Regions from separate parts of the Arabidopsis thaliana genome. Here region 2 is linked to region 1. Evidence: chromatin contacts called from public capture Hi-C data. All regions are on one chromosome and are shown on one strand. The core of a region is the stretch at or near the end of the contact, and the rest is flanking DNA. Distances in the headings are between cores, read along the strand shown. Region 1 holds the start of AT3G29060 (EXS (ERD1/XPR1/SYG1) family protein). Region 2 holds the start of AT3G29260 (NAD(P)-binding Rossmann-fold superfamily protein).

Region 1 (3,957 bases), core at 516-3,015:
TACAGTGACGAAGAGTTTGTGAGAAGGAGGAAGATGGTGGCCTTCGTTGGGATTGACGATGGAATAAGTCCCAACGGTCATGTAATTTGTTTTGATGTCATCGGAGATACATTTTGTGTTACCTGATTCCATATCTAATCTCATTGATTCTCCTCTTCTCATCACCATCATCATCATCATCGTCATCATTGTTAAGATCCATCTTAACTTTGTCTTGTGAATCTTATATCTTGATGGTAGCAAATCCATCTTCTAGTTTCAGCAACAACAAACAACAAGGAAAAAGTTGGGATTTGTTAAAAGAAAAAAGACAAAATAATATTAAGTCTTGTTTTTGGTTTTGTTTTACATGCTTCCGTGTAAGAAGGAACTGATGAGTTTAAGTTTAGTTTGCTAAAAAGGTCAAAGAGATTACCACTTACACTTGTGGTTATAAAATCTAAAAAAAGACTTGATGCCCTAAAAAGGAGAGAAGAAAATCCTCGTCCACGGATTTTGAGTATATTTGAGACAAGTAATGCAACGATTTAAATTAGGTTTTGTGCCAAAAAAAACTTTGAAAGTAGACTATTTTTATAATTTTATCCGTCAAAAAAATGCAAAATTATTATACGAATTCCAAAATAATATGCAATATAATCCATTTTTACAATTTTATATATATTATAAATATTTTCACGATCACATATATTTGTTTTTGAAAATTTTAAAGATATTTTTGAACTCCTCATCTCGAGGGCTTCGATTTGATTTATCAAAATTTTAAAATTTGACAATAACAAAAAAAAGGCTATATTGAGTATTATTTTCGACTTCATATGATTATGTAACATTTTTTGGAGGTAAATGATAAAATTACAAAAATGGATGAGTTTGAGTTTTTTTGCACAAAATCCATTTAAATTTATGACTATTTTAGGTCCAACCATCCATCCGTATCCTAAAATGAAAATAATGAACGATTCAATAATTGAATAACAATCTATTAAATGACGAACACATGTATCATCTATAGTCTGTAACAATTGTATAACTATTCGAATTCAAACACACATAATATATGTTTTTCAAAAGAATTAGACCGCCATAGTTTTGTTTTGTTTTTTAAAGCAGATATAGAAATATTTGGCGTTTGGAAATGCATATAAATACTATTTTCATATTTGTCCTTAGCATGCGTGCACAGCTATTTTCATCAACGCTTTAATATATAACGCGTTATCGGGACTTTAATGTGTTGTTCATGTCAATTTAAATTTCATAACTATATTATGAAAGACATGAAAATAAAGTAGTTCCCATATTCTTTTAATAGTATGAATTTTGAAAATGTATAGTTGCATACGTTTATGGCACCAGATCATGAATTTTTTAACACTAGACTTATGGATATATGGATTTACAAGTTTATATTGCAATCCATTATGATTCGTATTTCCCTAAATCCACTTAATGTAGATGGATACAAAAAGACAAAGATCCGAATTTAGTATTTTTTTCCGTTTATATATATGTTACAAGATTTGTTTTGTTTTGTTTTTCCTATTATTTGCATGAGATTTTTTATATGAAAGGAAAATGCATTCGTATTCAACCGCATTTTATTACATATATAAACAATATTTCTGTGCTGGATCATTTGAGTTAATCTAATAAAGATGTCGACAAAAATAAAAAATGAAAATGCACAAAATAGCTCTATTTTTCTTTTATTTCTCGTTATAATTTTCTTTCTACCAAATAAATAAATCTTGATACACACACATACATATATAGTCTTTGATTACCAGAAAAAGAAACTTGATCCAGCTCTTACGAACCAAAATAAAAAACAATAATCCAAAACCAAAATTCAAAAGACTAGAGATTACAAAGGAGAAACATAGGATTTTCTTTGTTCTTGTGTTCTTGCTAGATTTTCCCGGGAAACTCCAATCTTTCCGGGGAAAAAAAGAATTCAGATCCGTAGAGAAAATATGAAGTTTGGAAGAGAATTTGAAACGCAGATGATCCAAGAATGGAAAGAAGCCTACATGGATTATCGTTCTCTTAAATCAATAGTCAAACAGATCCTTCGTTATCGCCTACAAAAACAACAACGTCCTCCTCCTCCTCCTCCTCCTCCTTCAACCGGAGACACCGTACCTCTTAAAACAGACGGTGGAGAAGGCGGAGGAGGCGGAGGCGGAGGCGGACCAGGATTATCGAGAAGAATCTCTCTTTACCGCGCATTTAGCGGTTTAACAAACCGAGCTTCTCGTTCTCCTAAGAAATCACATAAACATCATAATCCTTTAAGCAGCAAACGCCATCATCATCATCATAATCATCATCATTATCATCTCTTTGACGACGACGAGGAACAAATCATTTTGATTAATGAAGACGAGACAGCGAGTTATACGACGACGTTTCTTAACTCAGCTGAGGAAGGAGGGGAGATGGAGGTTCAGTTTTTCAGGCGACTCGACGGTGAATTCAACAAGGTTTTGAGATTTTATAAGCAAAAAGTTGAAAATGTTATGGAGGAAGCTGATGAGCTTAGTAGACAATTAAATGTTTTGATTGCTCTTAGAGTTAAAGTTGAGAATCCTCACGTTCATCTTCCTCCTGACCTTAATAGCGTCGCGAGTGCTCCTTCTTCTCCTCATTCAACAATGAGGACTCCAGGTTTAGCTCCATTTTACTTAATCCTAAACGTTAAGCTTCTTACAAAGGTTGATGTGAATGTTTTTATAATGTAGCCCCTTCACCAATGGATGTGATTAGAGAAATGGAAAAGACCGAAGATAAGAAAGTATTTAAACCTGCTCCAGTAGAAATGTTGGATCATGTAAAGCTCAAAATCGATCCCGAAACTCCGTTGTTAACTCTCAAAATGATGATTCTTGGTCTCCCAAGTGAGCAAACCTTCAGCAAACCCGAGCTTAGGAGAGCCGAAGAGCTTATGAACCGCGCTTTTGTTGAGTTTTATCAAAAACTTAGGTTCTTAAAGAGTTATTGGTAAGAATGTTTTTATAAAGATCCTCTGGTTTCTCGAAAACTCTGTTTCTCATCATCTCTCTTTGCAGCTTCTTGAATCAATTGGCGTTTGCAAAGATACTAAAGAAGTATGACAAGGTTTGTAATCTCTTAACTAATTAAGTACAAGGTTTATGTATATGTTCTTGCGATGATATATATCTATGTATTGCTTGCGCAGACTACTTCGAGGAATGCATCAAAGCCTTATCTAAATACAGTAGATCACTCGTATTTGGGTAGCTGTGATGAGGTTAATAGTACCATCTATTTTCACATCATCTTTTCTTTGATGTTACAAGCTAAACTTATCATTTACATTTTCAGGTCTCAAGGCTCATGTCGAGAGTGGAAGCGACGTTTATTAAGCATTTCGCTAATGGAAATCACCGAGAAGGAATGAAATGTTTAAGGCCTAAAACTAAGAGGGAGAAACACAGAATCACTTACTTTCTTGGTACCCAATTAATCTATTTAAGCTCTGTTATGAGTACTCTTTCTCATAGACTAAAACTTCATCTTCATATATATATAGGCTTCTTTTCCGGTTGCGCTGTCGCTCTCGCCATTGCGATAACGGTTCTTGTACATATTAGAGGCTTAACAAAAAGTGAGGGCAGGCATCAGTACATGGAGAACATTTTTCCTCTTTACAGGTCCGTTGTAAAGTTACATTCATCCCCGCTGAACCGAGGATAAAAAAAATCCTACATCGGTTAAATCACTCATTGACACTTAGTTTTGAGATGGAACCACAAGAAACTTACTGAATCCTACGATTTTCTAACACTTTTTTCTGCAGCTTGTTCGGGTTTGTTGCGGTTCATTTGTTTATGTATGCGGCAGACATATATTTTTGGAGTCGATACCGAGTAAATTACCCGTTTATCTTCGGGTTTGAGCAAGGAAATGATCTTGGTTATAGAGAAGTTCTTC
Region 2 (4,078 bases), core at 1,308-3,807, 170 kb before region 1:
ATTGTATACAAGAGTGCCTAGCATTAAATGATATTGGTCAAAACTAGCTAAAAGCAATCACGATATCCACATTTCTATCAGTTAACTGTAAGTACGACACATGCCCAACCCAGACGCACTTTAGACATCAAATATATCTATAAAATAATTTAGAGATATTATTTTCCAGACTTTCTTTCTCTCCTAAAGCATTTATAGTATTTTTTTTTTATGAAAATATTATTTTTTTCTATAAATTTGGAAGTTCAACTTCGAAAATTTTTATATCTGTAAGAAGTAAGATTTATATCGGGTTAAATTCATCTTTTGAAAAAAAGATTTCCTTCGGTCAAACTCAATAATTTTATTTTATAAAAAATATTTAGTTGTAAGTTTTATGATGGGATAAGTATTTTTTTTTTTTGCTTTGGGCCGGCCTTACGACAAGTCGATCATTGACGTATCACTTTTTTTTTGTTAAAGTACATTGACATATCACTTTCGGAAGAGTTTGCCATATATAAGCAGTGTCGAAATTATTAGATGTTTTCATGACTTGGTAGTTGCCTCTAGCGTGACAACTGCCTCTAGCGTTGCCTCAAGCGTGACAACTGCCGTGACAGTGACCTCAACAATTGCTGACAGTTTCTCAATTCTCGTAGTTATTTCAGTTCGTGTTTGAATATTATTATTGAAATACGTAAACATAGATGGATCCGTGGAAGGCATGCACATAGATGGATCCGTGGAAGGCATGCAAATGTAATATTGTAGGCTGCTTACAATAACGTAGTTCATTATAGTATCAATAATATTTACTTGTATATAAATATACAGCAGATTAGATAGCAATATCGTAACTATATGTCTATATAACAGGTGAGTATTAAACGTGACAAGTGTTGTTAAACTTGTTTTCGACATGAAAGTAAAGTAAATTTTAGAAACTTGTGATTTCTTTATAATAGAGTAACCAAACATAGCTAGTAAAATGATCGATACCCTAAAATGTATATAATATTGAAAACCATTGAAACGAATTAATGGGCGAGGTACACTCCATACATGAGAGATAAACAAGGCCGTGAAAAGAACTAATTACTATAGCTTAAGAAACCCAAAGTTAGTGTTTCTTATTGTTTGAACAATTGTAGAGGAAGGCTTGCAAGCATTGCAAAATGATAAAGATGAAATAGTTTTTAAATCAAATGGCAAGCAAAGAGAACTTAACACCATCAAAAGCCGATGGAGATCTCGCTAAGGAAGAACTAGGTCATTGCCACTCCTATATCCCGGCACTAGCGGACAGAATCTGTTAACTATATATAGCATCGTTAGTTATAAGCCATGCGAAACTTTTACTTAACCTTATATTTAAAGGTTTTCAATCAAAATAATCTTGAAAAATACTTGGGTTTATCCCTATGGGTAAACTCTTATATTCACTTCTTTTATTTTAAGCAATTAAAATCTGACACCTAATAATAATAAAAAGAATTTAATTTAATTATAAAACCTAATAATTTGCCATTAAAACGAAAATATGTATCGGTTTGTGTTTATTAGAAAAGGTTAGGGTTAAAATTTTATGATTAAACGAGGTTAAATATCGGTTTGGGTTTAGAAAGTACGATTAGGGTTTAGATTTTATAATTAAACGAATTAAATATTGGTTTAGGTTTATAAACAGATTTAGATTTGACAATTAAACGAGGTTAAATGTCGGTTTGGATTTAGAAAATACGATTAGAGTTTAGTTTTTTTTACGATTAAATGAGTTTAGATGGTGGTTTGGGTTTACAAAAGAGAATTAGGGTTTAGATTTTATAATTAAACGAGATTATATATCGGTTTGGATTTATAATTATAGCTTTAATTTATTATGTAATTTAAATAGGATTTAACATGACATGTTTTTATTGGTTAATGCAAAAGGAGGTGAATAAAAGGATTCACCCCTAGGAGTGAACCCAAGTTTCGTTCAATAACCTTTAAAATCGTCATTTTCTACAATTTTACCTTTCATATCTAAAAGTAAAAATTAATTTTATGAAGTAAAAAAATAATAATACGTAATCTAATTGTTTAAATATTTTTATAAGTTTTTAACGATTATATACGTTATACTTTCAAAATTCTAAAGGTAGATTTAAACTCTTCATTGTTTATTGTGAAAGTTTTGTTTTGATATACCAAAAGTTTCAAACGATCATGAGTACTATTTATCAAACTTTTGCAAACTTACTGTGATGATAACATGTTATATTGCATATTATTTTGATTTTGTCTCATTGATTTGTATTTTTTAGCAGAAATTGACAAGTTGGCTTTTTTTTGGCAGAAAACCCTATACTTAATGATCATATTATTATTTTCATGCTTTTGTGCTCTTGTCGACAACAGTATGGTTAGCTGGAGTTTGATTCGACAATGATGTAGTTTGATGGATTGTTAAATCATTAAGATTTGAAAGCATGCATGAGAAAACGATGAAATAATTAAAATGTTAAATCTTGGTTATCTTCGACATTGTATATCCTTTGAAATCCCTCAATAAAGATACATTCAATTTTTAGTGGTGTTTTCATAAGTGAAAATACAACAAAACAATGTCGGGACAAAGGCAAGTGTTTCATCTCTTACAACTTCATTATGCATTCATAATTATTCGTTCATTCATACATACGTTGATTAATATACTTACTTGTCTATTATATATACAGAAGATTGGATGGCAAGATCGTAATTATAACAGGCGGGGCTAGTGGGATCGGAGCTGAAGCAGCGAGGTTGTTCACGGACCATGGAGCTAAAGTTGTCATCGTTGACTTACAAGAGGAGCTTGGTCAAAACGTCGCCGTTTCGATCGGGCTAGACAAAGCAAGTTTTTACCGTTGCGATATAACGGATGAGACGGAAGTTGAGAACGCCGTTAAGTTCACCGTTGAAAAACACGGAAAGCTTGACGTTCTGTTTAGTAACGCCGGGGTCATGGAACCGCATGGAAGCATTCTTGATTTGGATCTTGAGGCGTTTGATCGAACGATGGCCGTCAACGTTCGCGGTGCGGCTGCGTTTATAAAACATGCAGCGCGTTCGATGGTGGCTAGTGGAACTCGTGGCTCCATTGTTTGTACAACGAGTGTGACGGCTGAGATTGGTGGTCCGGGACCTCACAGTTACACAGCGTCGAAACACGCGCTTCTCGGGTTGGTTCGATCAGCGTGTGGCGGGTTGGGGAAGTACGGGATTAGAGTCAACGGTGTTGCACCGTATGGAGTAGCAACGGGGTTAACTAGCTACAACGAGGAAACTGTGAAGATGGTTGAGGATTACTGTTCAGCCACGGCGATTCTCAAAGGTGTTGTACTTAAAGCTCGACATGTGGCAGATGCAGCTTTGTTTTTGGCTTCTGATGATTCGGTTTATATTAGTGGTCAAAACTTGGGGGTTGACGGCGGTTATAGCGTCGTTAAGCTGACATCGAATTAATAAGTTGTTCGATACTTGTGGTTTGTATGTTAGGCTCTTGAGTTAATATGGCCTCTTCTTGGGCCTTTTACATTGAGTTTGAGTTGTGGTTGTACTTTGGTTTGTGTTCTTCTCATTATAATATCTAAACCATGGAATTTCCATGAAGTGTTTTAAATCGTTTTAACCATGGAATGAAGTATTTGGTTGGTGCACAAAAAGAAAAAAAAAATGTTTTCAAATTTCATTGACATCAACAAAAAAATTTCTAAGACTACATGCACAGCTATGTTTCTAATTCTTAATTAAGAATCCAATTTAAGTTGCACACAACCTCAACTTTTTTTTTTTTTTTGATAAATTCTATAGACTGATCTGTTTAACCTCAGTAAAAACGCACCAAAGTGTTTTAGAGTGGACTTCTCTCCGAAGGAACCACATTGTTTGTCTCGAGTTTGAAATGCTTTCCGACTAATACCGAGTGATAGTCAGGCCGATTGCATTTCTGACTACTATGTAAACCAATTGGGCTACGCCCAACAGACAGACTTCCCAAACAAATTATCATACAACACGGTTTTAATTGACTTCTTCGAAAATTTATATGATGAAATGATATCAAAGTATG

The links. Capture Hi-C pulls out chosen DNA fragments and counts their contacts.
Region 2: a capture Hi-C map of seedling shows a contact between it and region 1, with 2.3 times the contacts expected there. A contact is called at or near these places in 3 of 26 Hi-C or Micro-C datasets (callus and root) and 1 of 3 other capture datasets (seedling).

The regions. Positions count from the first base shown.
Region 1 is chr3:11,046,485-11,050,441 of TAIR10.1, reverse strand. It overlaps AT3G29060 (EXS (ERD1/XPR1/SYG1) family protein), which reads left to right and starts at 1,765. Exons shown (of 13, transcript NM_113828.3): 1 at 1,765-2,670; 2 at 2,745-3,003; 3 at 3,072-3,120; 4 at 3,203-3,274; 5 at 3,349-3,478; 6 at 3,557-3,677; 7 at 3,824-3,957. The coding sequence starts at 1,977. It overlaps AT3G29070 (emp24/gp25L/p24 family/GOLD family protein), which reads right to left and starts at 361. Exons shown (of 4, transcript NM_113829.3): 1 at 4-361. The coding sequence starts at 249.
Region 2 is chr3:11,215,345-11,219,422 of TAIR10.1, reverse strand. AT3G29260 (NAD(P)-binding Rossmann-fold superfamily protein) reads left to right here and starts at 2,557. Exons shown (of 2, transcript NM_113850.1): 1 at 2,557-2,602; 2 at 2,706-3,471. The coding sequence starts at 2,589. The coding sequence ends at 3,471.